Regions from separate parts of the Sus scrofa genome. Here region 2 is linked to region 1. The links are chromatin contacts, called in public HiChIP or PLAC-seq maps. All regions are on one chromosome and are shown on one strand. Each heading gives the region's core, a stretch centred on a gene start, on an enhancer-like site or on the middle of the called end of the contact. The rest is flanking DNA. Distances are from core to core; before and after follow the strand shown. Region 1 has its middle 27 kb from the start of BIRC3. Region 2 overlaps MMP20 (matrix metallopeptidase 20).

The links. HiChIP or PLAC-seq counts read pairs in DNA pulled down with a chosen protein or histone mark.
Region 2: a contact with region 1 is called in an H3K27ac HiChIP or PLAC-seq map of alveolar macrophages. The contact joins two enhancer-like sites. A contact is called at or near these places in 4 of 47 Hi-C or Micro-C datasets (alveolar macrophages, embryonic fibroblasts, retroperitoneal adipose tissue and 1 more) and 1 of 2 datasets of contacts at active chromatin or transcription factors (alveolar macrophages).

The regions. Positions count from the first base shown.
Region 1 is chr9:32,974,130-32,978,047 of Sscrofa11.1, reverse strand. No RefSeq gene overlaps it. Among named protein-coding and RNA genes, the nearest start is that of BIRC3, 27 kb to the left of the region's middle. Within about 2 kb of position 2,302, at least 9 of the 83 cell types and tissues checked have an H3K27ac peak or open chromatin away from gene starts, as enhancers often do. A contact at or near this core is called in alveolar macrophages, where this site is marked.
Region 2 is chr9:33,282,824-33,286,886 of Sscrofa11.1, reverse strand. The region is part of intron 6 of MMP20 (matrix metallopeptidase 20); the gene reads left to right. Among named protein-coding and RNA genes, the nearest start is that of MMP20, 23 kb to the left of the region's middle. Within about 2 kb of position 1,621, at least 2 of the 83 cell types and tissues checked have an H3K27ac peak or open chromatin away from gene starts, as enhancers often do. A contact at or near this core is called in alveolar macrophages, where this site is marked.

The sequences.
Region 1 (3,918 bases), core at 1,053-3,552:
TGAACTTCTGTTTAATAGTGATATTAGCACCTTCTAGCGGTAAAAAAGCAAAAGCCTAACCCACATGGTTCAGTTTTAAAAAAAGAAAACATAATTTATAGCTTCATGGTAGTTTTACTTTTCTTTCCTTTTCTGAGTATAGCTTCAAAGACTGTGAAACTCCAAAAAAAAAAAAAAAAAAAAAAACCTAGCGTGAGGTCAATTCAGAGCATAATTTCATCATCATAAATACACAGTCATGTATTGTAGGTTAGTTATAAAAGGTCAAGATATTCCAGAAAATTTTACGTGTTTTTTTTAAATGGTAACTTTTCACAATATCTCAGATTTTTAAACAGCTGCTTAAACTATAATTGTCTTTGTGGTTAATTACCTTTTATACAGGCTCCAGCTCAGCATTATACTGACATGTTTGAAGAGAAATGCTGATGGGGTAGTACTATGCTAAATCACATCCATCTGGCGGCAAGAATAGAAGATGTGGCATGGCACATTTAGCAACAAAAGAAAGAAAATCTGGCCTTATTAAGACTGGAAAGTACTAAAGGAGAATCTTCTTCAAGCTTCTCCCAATAGCATTCCCTGCACTGGAGGGCACCCCAAGTCTGTCCGTGCATTATGGGGAGACAGTTTAAATGTCATTATGAAGATTTTCATTTTGCCGTGGTTCAGACCTCTGCACATAATTAATCTGACATTTCTCTTGTGTGGGAAGCTTTTTAAGTTTTTCTTACTTGCTTAGGAATGTAAAATGTCATAAGAGGGAGTTCCCATCATGGCTCAGTGGTTAATGAACCTGACTAGGATGCAGGTTCAATCCTTGGTGTTGCTCAGTGGGTTAAGGATCTGGTGTTACAGTGAGCTGTGGTGTAGGTCGCAGACATGGCTTGGATCCCACATAGCTGTGGCTGTGGTGTAGGCTGGATCTACAGGTCTGACTCCACCCCTACCCCGGGAACTTTCATGTGCTGCGGGTGCGGCCCTAAAAAGACAAAAAGATAAAAAACTAAAACTAAAAATAAATAAAATGTCATGAGAGGATTTAATTGTTCTGAGAACTGGGTCTGAGACTATAGCAGGACCATGACAACGAATGGATTTGAGTATGAGATAAATTTTTAACTGCCTCTAGTTGTGTCCTTTCTGTTTCCAGTATATTCCTCCTCATCTGAAGCTTAAGCAACTTCTCTTACTCTTCATGACACCACAGGCTGGCAGTGAGAGGACACATGCAAAGCTCATCTACAGTTGGTTCATAACCTGATCTTCACAGCAGATAATGTGGTAGCTCTAAGTAGGGGATGGGATTGCACAATCCTCCCCTTCCTTTCTGGAAGGCTGCATTTGATAGAAAGGACAGTCATTGCTGTGCAGAGGTGGCTCACTTTTATTACTGGTATTGTGTGCCTTTCTCTGTGTTCACTAAAGTCTCTAATTTAGGGACTGGTGATGCCCCATGAAAAGACAGGCAAAGTCCTGCCTTCAGTGAGCTTATACTGTAGTTGGAGAGACAGATCTTGCACAAATAGATGATTAGTGGACGTGCTCTGAAAGAAAAGAGAACAAGATGGGAGGTAGGTCTCAGTGATTATTCTAGGGAAGCAGTCAGGGAAGCCTGCCGGAGGATGTGAAGTAACAGAGTGAGCCATGATGGGAGGGAAGGGGGCTGGGCCAAGGGACAGCAGGTAAAGAGCCCTGGGCAGTGCACTCCTAACACTGCAGCTGTTGCCCAGAGAACCCACTGATGTGCTTCTCTTTGCTCTGTCCTCTGCCTTTCTCTTCCTTTGGAACTTTCTCTTACTTCTGTGCCTCCAAATTCCCATTCATTCTTCCAGTTTCCAATGTCACAATCAGGAAACTCATAGTTATACACACACACTATATATACAGTAGTTTGGTGTATTAGCTTTATTTTGGGCTCCGGAGTTTGTTATAACTGAACTAAATCAATTGCTGAGGCTAAGCTACCACTGTGGAGCTTACAGCTTGGCCGTTCCCCATTTTGTTGGTTTGCAAAATTTGGGAGTCGCAACACAACAGGTTGGAATAGAGCAAGTTATATCTGAGATTACTTATGAAGAAAAATCTGTGATTCTCAACCCCTAGCATCTTAGAGGGCTGGGGGGAGCCGGTGGGGGATGAAGTTTCAGCCACGAGGGGGCTGGCTGGCGGAGGTTCCAACGCGTGTGACTGATGAGATCATCCCTCTGCCCACTCCGCCTCAAGCCACCACCTATCCTTGGACTGTTGATGCTGTGAAGAGTTGTAGTACAGATCCAAGAAAACATCGCCACCTAGTGGCAACTCCCTTCAACTTACCATTCATCCATCCAATGTTTTTTGCATGTCTACTACGAGCTAGGTACTGTGTAACAGGAAACCGTGAACAGGAGAGACTAGAATCTCAGCCTTAGTGAGACTTACATTCTAACAGGGGACAGCCTAGTCCCAAGCCGCACCGTGGTAGTGTAGTCCTCAGCAACTGATTTAGTTCAGATGTCACAAAATTGGAAGCCCAATAAAGACAAAACACTACTTGCTGGGAGTTCCTGGCATGGCTCAGACGAAAGGAATCAGATTAGCATCCATGAGGATGCAGGTTTGATCCCTGGCCTATGCTCAGTGGATTAAGAAGCCGGTGTTGCCATAAGCTGTGGTGCAGGCCGCGGACGTGTTTCCGTTCAAGCCAAGTTGTGGTGTAGACCAGCAGCTACAGCTCTGGTTTGACCCCTAGCCTGGGAACTTCCATATGCCACAGGTGTGGCCCTAGAAAGAAAAAACACTACTTGCTCACTTTTTTGTTTTAAGTGAAAGTTTTCTCCTTTTTTAAAATTTATTTAAAAAAAATTGGGGGGGGGAGTTCCCGTCAAGGCAAAGCGAAAAGGAATCCAACTAGGAACCACGAGGTTGCAGGTTTAACTTGTTCAGTGGGTTAAGGATCTAGCATCGCTGTGGCTGCGGTGTAGCTGGCAGTTGTAGCTCCAATTTGACCCCTAGCCTGGGAGCCTCCATATGCCGCAGGGTGCGGCCCTAAGAAGCAGAAAAAAGAAAAGAAAAGAAAAGAAAAAAGAAAATCTTGGAGATTCTGTTGTGGTGCAGTGGAAACGAATCCAACCAGGAACCAGGAGATCGAGGATTTGATCCCTGGCCTCGCTCAGTGGGTTGAGGGTCTGGCATTGCCATGAGCTGTGGTGTAGGTCGCACATGACACTCAGATGCAGTGTTGCTGTGGCTGTGGTGCAGGGCCAACAGCTGTAGCTCCGATTCAACCCCTAGCCCGGGAACTTCCATATGCAGCGGGTACAACCCTAAAAAGAAAAAAAACAAAAAAACAACAAAAAAAATTTGTTTTTTTGGCCATGTCTGCAGCATGAGCAAATTCCCAGGCAGGGCTCGAACTCATACCACAGCAGTGACCCAAGCCACAGCAATAATAATGCCCAATCCTTAACCAGTAGGCCACCAGGGAACTTCTATTTTAAGTGAAAGTTTTCTTTTAATGGAGAAAAGATGGACACATTACATGTTGGATAAATACAGCATTGGTGCCAATTCTATCTGCACCTGTCCCAGCTCTTTTAGCTCCACCCTCCCAGGGTTCAGAAAAATGGAAGTCTTGACACTTGAAGGTCCAGTGACATGCTTAAGGATTTCAATGTGCTGATGTTTATCCATACAGTGAAGATTGCTTTAAAATCAGGTTTGCATTCTTTATCATAAAATTAAATAGATACGGTTATTTAAATAAAAAACTTATGAAAGTAGATATAGTCTGTAATTTTATTGCAAATCAAAACTACAATGAGATACCACCTCACACCAATCAGAAGGGTCATCATTAAGATTGCACATAACACATGCTGGAGAAGGTGTGGAGAAAAGAGAACCCTCCTACACTGTTGGCAATGTAAATTGGTG
Region 2 (4,063 bases), core at 372-2,871, 310 kb before region 1:
GTTTGATAAGAAAGCCAGGTCTCTCAGCCCAGCAGACCCTCCATGGCAACCCGGCTGGCTAACTCCTGGTGCTGAGTCTGTCTTGTCACTCACATACAAAGCTTTCTGGCTGTGCAATGGGACTATGAAGAGAACACAATTTTGACTTGAATGATTGAATGCCTTTCAACTGGAATGCATTTGAGTGAGTAGGAAAAGCACTTTGTGAGTAGGGCAGTTCGTACGCTCCTGGGCCCTTGGCTGGCAGGTTGGGTGAAGAGTCACCAGGAGGAGGAGGTTCTAGCCTATCCAGCCTTCCCACAAATGTCTGGTAGGCTTCTCCACATTGTTTTATTCTCAAAATAGGATTCTTTATTTAAAAACATCCGTCAGGGGGTTCCTGCAGTGGCTCAGTGAGTTAAGAACCCGACATAGTGTCCATGAGGATGCAGGTTCAATCCCTGGCTTCACTCACTTGGTTAAGGATCTGGCATTGCCACAAGCTGCGGCATAGGTCACAGATGCGGCTCAGATCTGGGGTTGCTGTGGCTGTGGTGTAGGCCAGCAGCTGCAGCTCCAATTCAAACCCAACCCAGGAACTTCCATAGGCTGCAGGTGCAGTTGTAAAAAGAAAAAAAATAATAATCTGTCAGTCACTAATTGTCACATTTTGAAAGATGTTATATATATTAGAAAGCAAAGGAAAACATGTTTAAGGGTCTTGCAAATAGAGACTGAAGAGAGGGGCAACCTCTCTTCAGAGAGAGGCTTCCTGAAGGAATCACCATCAGGACTTGGACACTAATTTGGTGAAAATGATGGAAAAGGAGGAGTCAAAGATAGCAGCATGGCTCACATAGATAGAAAAATCATAGAGATTTTTTGGATACATAAAGAAAAACTCAATTTTAGATGTGCTGAATTTAAAATGATGGCAATTCTATTGGGATTCAACAGTAATAAGCCAGTGCTCCGGGGCTTCGTAGGTTATCGAATTTCCTACATGGAGGACGTAGTGAAAGATTTGAAAATAAACTGTAGTAATAATCATTACAGTAAAAGCTGACATTTTACAATGTGCTATGTGTTATGCGAAGCATTTTATAGACACCGATTCATTTAATCCACGCTGTTCTTTTCCCAGGTAGAATTTTAACCTAGGTCTACTTGACATCAGAGACAGAATCCCTGTAATAGAGCCCTAGATAAATCAGAGAAAAGAAGAGCTTCTCTTTTTTTTAAGTGATAAATAGAAAATTCTACAGAAATCACCAAAGTGAGGACTGAAGAAAAGAGATGACTGGCCAGGATAATGAAGGAAAGTCGTTTCAGCAGAGTGGTAAGGAAGAAATCCAGATCATGGAGTGAAAAGGCAAATGGTGATGGTAGATGTAGAGCATTCATTTGAGAATCTTGTTAATAACAAAGAGCTATGGTAACAGCTGGAAGAGGAAACACGGTCAAAGGAGGGTTTTTTCAAGATGAGAAATACCTGGGTGCACTTGAAAATATGAAAAGCAGCCAATGAAGAAAAAGGAAGGCAAAGCACTCTGGGAAGAAGGGACAGTACAGTCAGTAACCTCTGCTCTTAGGTGGCTCTGTTGGAATCTCACTTTTCCCAGGGTTCCGTGGGCTTGAGGAAAGCCTGCAAAACCAAAGAGGAAGTCTTCCTCCTTCAGTCTCCCTGGAGATATTTCTTTTCTGGCTATAAGGTTGCATCACTGAAAGTCAACAAATGGCACTGTATTTACTCAGACTGATTCTCTGTTATGTATTATAAATACAGACTAAGAGGCAGAAGGTGTGCTGAGATCGCTGACTCACTCTGACTAAGAACACGATTCTTCACCTCTTCACAAGTTATGGCTTATAAATATGGATCTCCACAGGCTCCTCAGACCGATATAAACAATTTAAGGACACTATGCAGAGCTTTGATTATTTTTAACCATTGTCTACGTATCGGTTTTTAATTTTACTTTTTCTTTCTTTTTAGGGCTGCATCTGTGGCATATGGAAGTTCCCAGGCTAGGGGTTGAATCAGAGCTACAGCTGCCAGCTATGGCACAGACATAGCAACGCCAGATCCAAGCCACGTCTGCAAGCTGCACCACAGCTCATGGCAATGCCGGATCCTTAACCCACTAAGCGAGGCCAGGGATTGAACCTACATCCTCATGGATATTAGTCAGATTCGTTTCTGCTGCGCCACAACAGGAACTCTGGGTTTTTAATTTTAAAGCTCTGTTTTTCTTGGGTTCAGTGAGATGGATGATGCATGTTTGATTTCTTGGCCTCTAAGACATTCTGATATAAACAGCCATGATGGTTCGAGCTCCCTGCAAATGAATGAATGGCTTCTTGGCCAATGATATGATTGTACTTCACAAAGTTTCCAGAGACAAACATTTCTATCAGTGAGACAAGTTTAGAAGGAAACTTAGCTCTATTGATAAATTCTGTTTTACATAATTAATAAATCTGCAGAGTAAAAACATGTCTTTTCAAAGTACTACAAATAATTATGAGTATTCCACAGTTTATAAAACTTTCATGTGCAGTATTTCAAGTGAACCTTTGAAGTATTAGCACAGTATTATTAATTATTACTTATTATTTGACAGAAGGAAATTAAGTCTCAGAAAAATTAAGTGACTCATACAAGATCACACACCCAATAACAAAACAAAGTCTCAAGCACCCCTCGCTTTTTTCACTGCACCAGTGTCCAGTCTCAGGGGAGAGAAGCATTAATTTTACCGAGAGCATCAATATGATAGAAAGAAGAAAGACCCCTCTTCCCCCTGAAACTAGGAAAAAGAGTGACAGAGAAAAACAGAGTCAAGGAGAGTAAGGGGTGAAGATGGTGGAAAATAAAAGTGCCCAGTCCGGCTGGATTACCTTGATAGCAAAGATGAGGAGTCTCTCTTGAAAATGAAAGACTAGGAGAATCAGCTTACACAGGTGGGGAGGGAGACAGTGCAGTACAACCAAAAAGGAACAAGAGTTCAGCGGACACAAATCTAGTCCTATAGGTGCCAGGCACCTGCTAAGCCAGAGAATACAAGGATGCGTAATATGTGGCCTTGCCCCAAGGAGCTTACAGGACTGGCAAAGAGCTTGGAGTGTTACCAGTGACCTCATCTCAAACACAATGGCTTAGATGCTTTTCCTTAGCAAAAGGGAAGGAAATTTTCTGAGAATATGAAAATCAATGATTAGATAAGTTCCATGCAACCCTTTGATACCCATTTATTTAACCAGCAAACATCTATTGAGCCCTGATTACATGCCAGGCACACCGGTGGCTTCTGGATACACAAAGAGAAACAGTGTGCGGCTAAATACCTATCAGCAAGTCTAAAATATCAATAAACTCCATTGTTCTGTCCTCCTTATCAAAGATCAGACTACAGACTATTGATAAGATGTATGTTTTCATTACCGGTTCCAAGATATCCTACAGCTATTCTTTTCCAACAAGTCCATAGTTGGGTTTGTTTTTTTGTTTGTTCGTTTATATTTTAAATTCACTAACAAATGTATAACAGGTTACTTGTTATACCCTTTTAATCCATTTAAATTAATTTGTTATTGTAAGTCTGTAGCTCTAAATTTATAAATCCTCTGAGTATGTGTTCTATTGCTTTATTACCCACAGACATATTTTTTTGTTAATATGACAAAAAAATGACATGACAATTTTCATGATCACAGATTTTTTTTAAATTTATGATACTTTACATGTGTCACATGAATAGTGTTTATTCCTTCCTTATTTATAAGGCGTATATATTGTAATATGTCATAAGTGTTTAAACCAAGGTTTCAGAGCTTTGACATTACTGATATACTGAGCCAGACAAGTCTTTTGTCATGTTGGGCTGTCCTGTGCATTCAGGATGTTTAGTGACATCTCTGGTCTCTACCCATTAGACTCCGATGGCATTGCCCCCTGCTACTTGTGACAACCAAAACTGTCACCAGACATTGCCAAACATCCCCTGCAGTACAAAATCATTCTTGGTTTAGAATGACTACTTTACTTAAATTTAGTCCTCACAGCAGCCACGATATCCTGAAT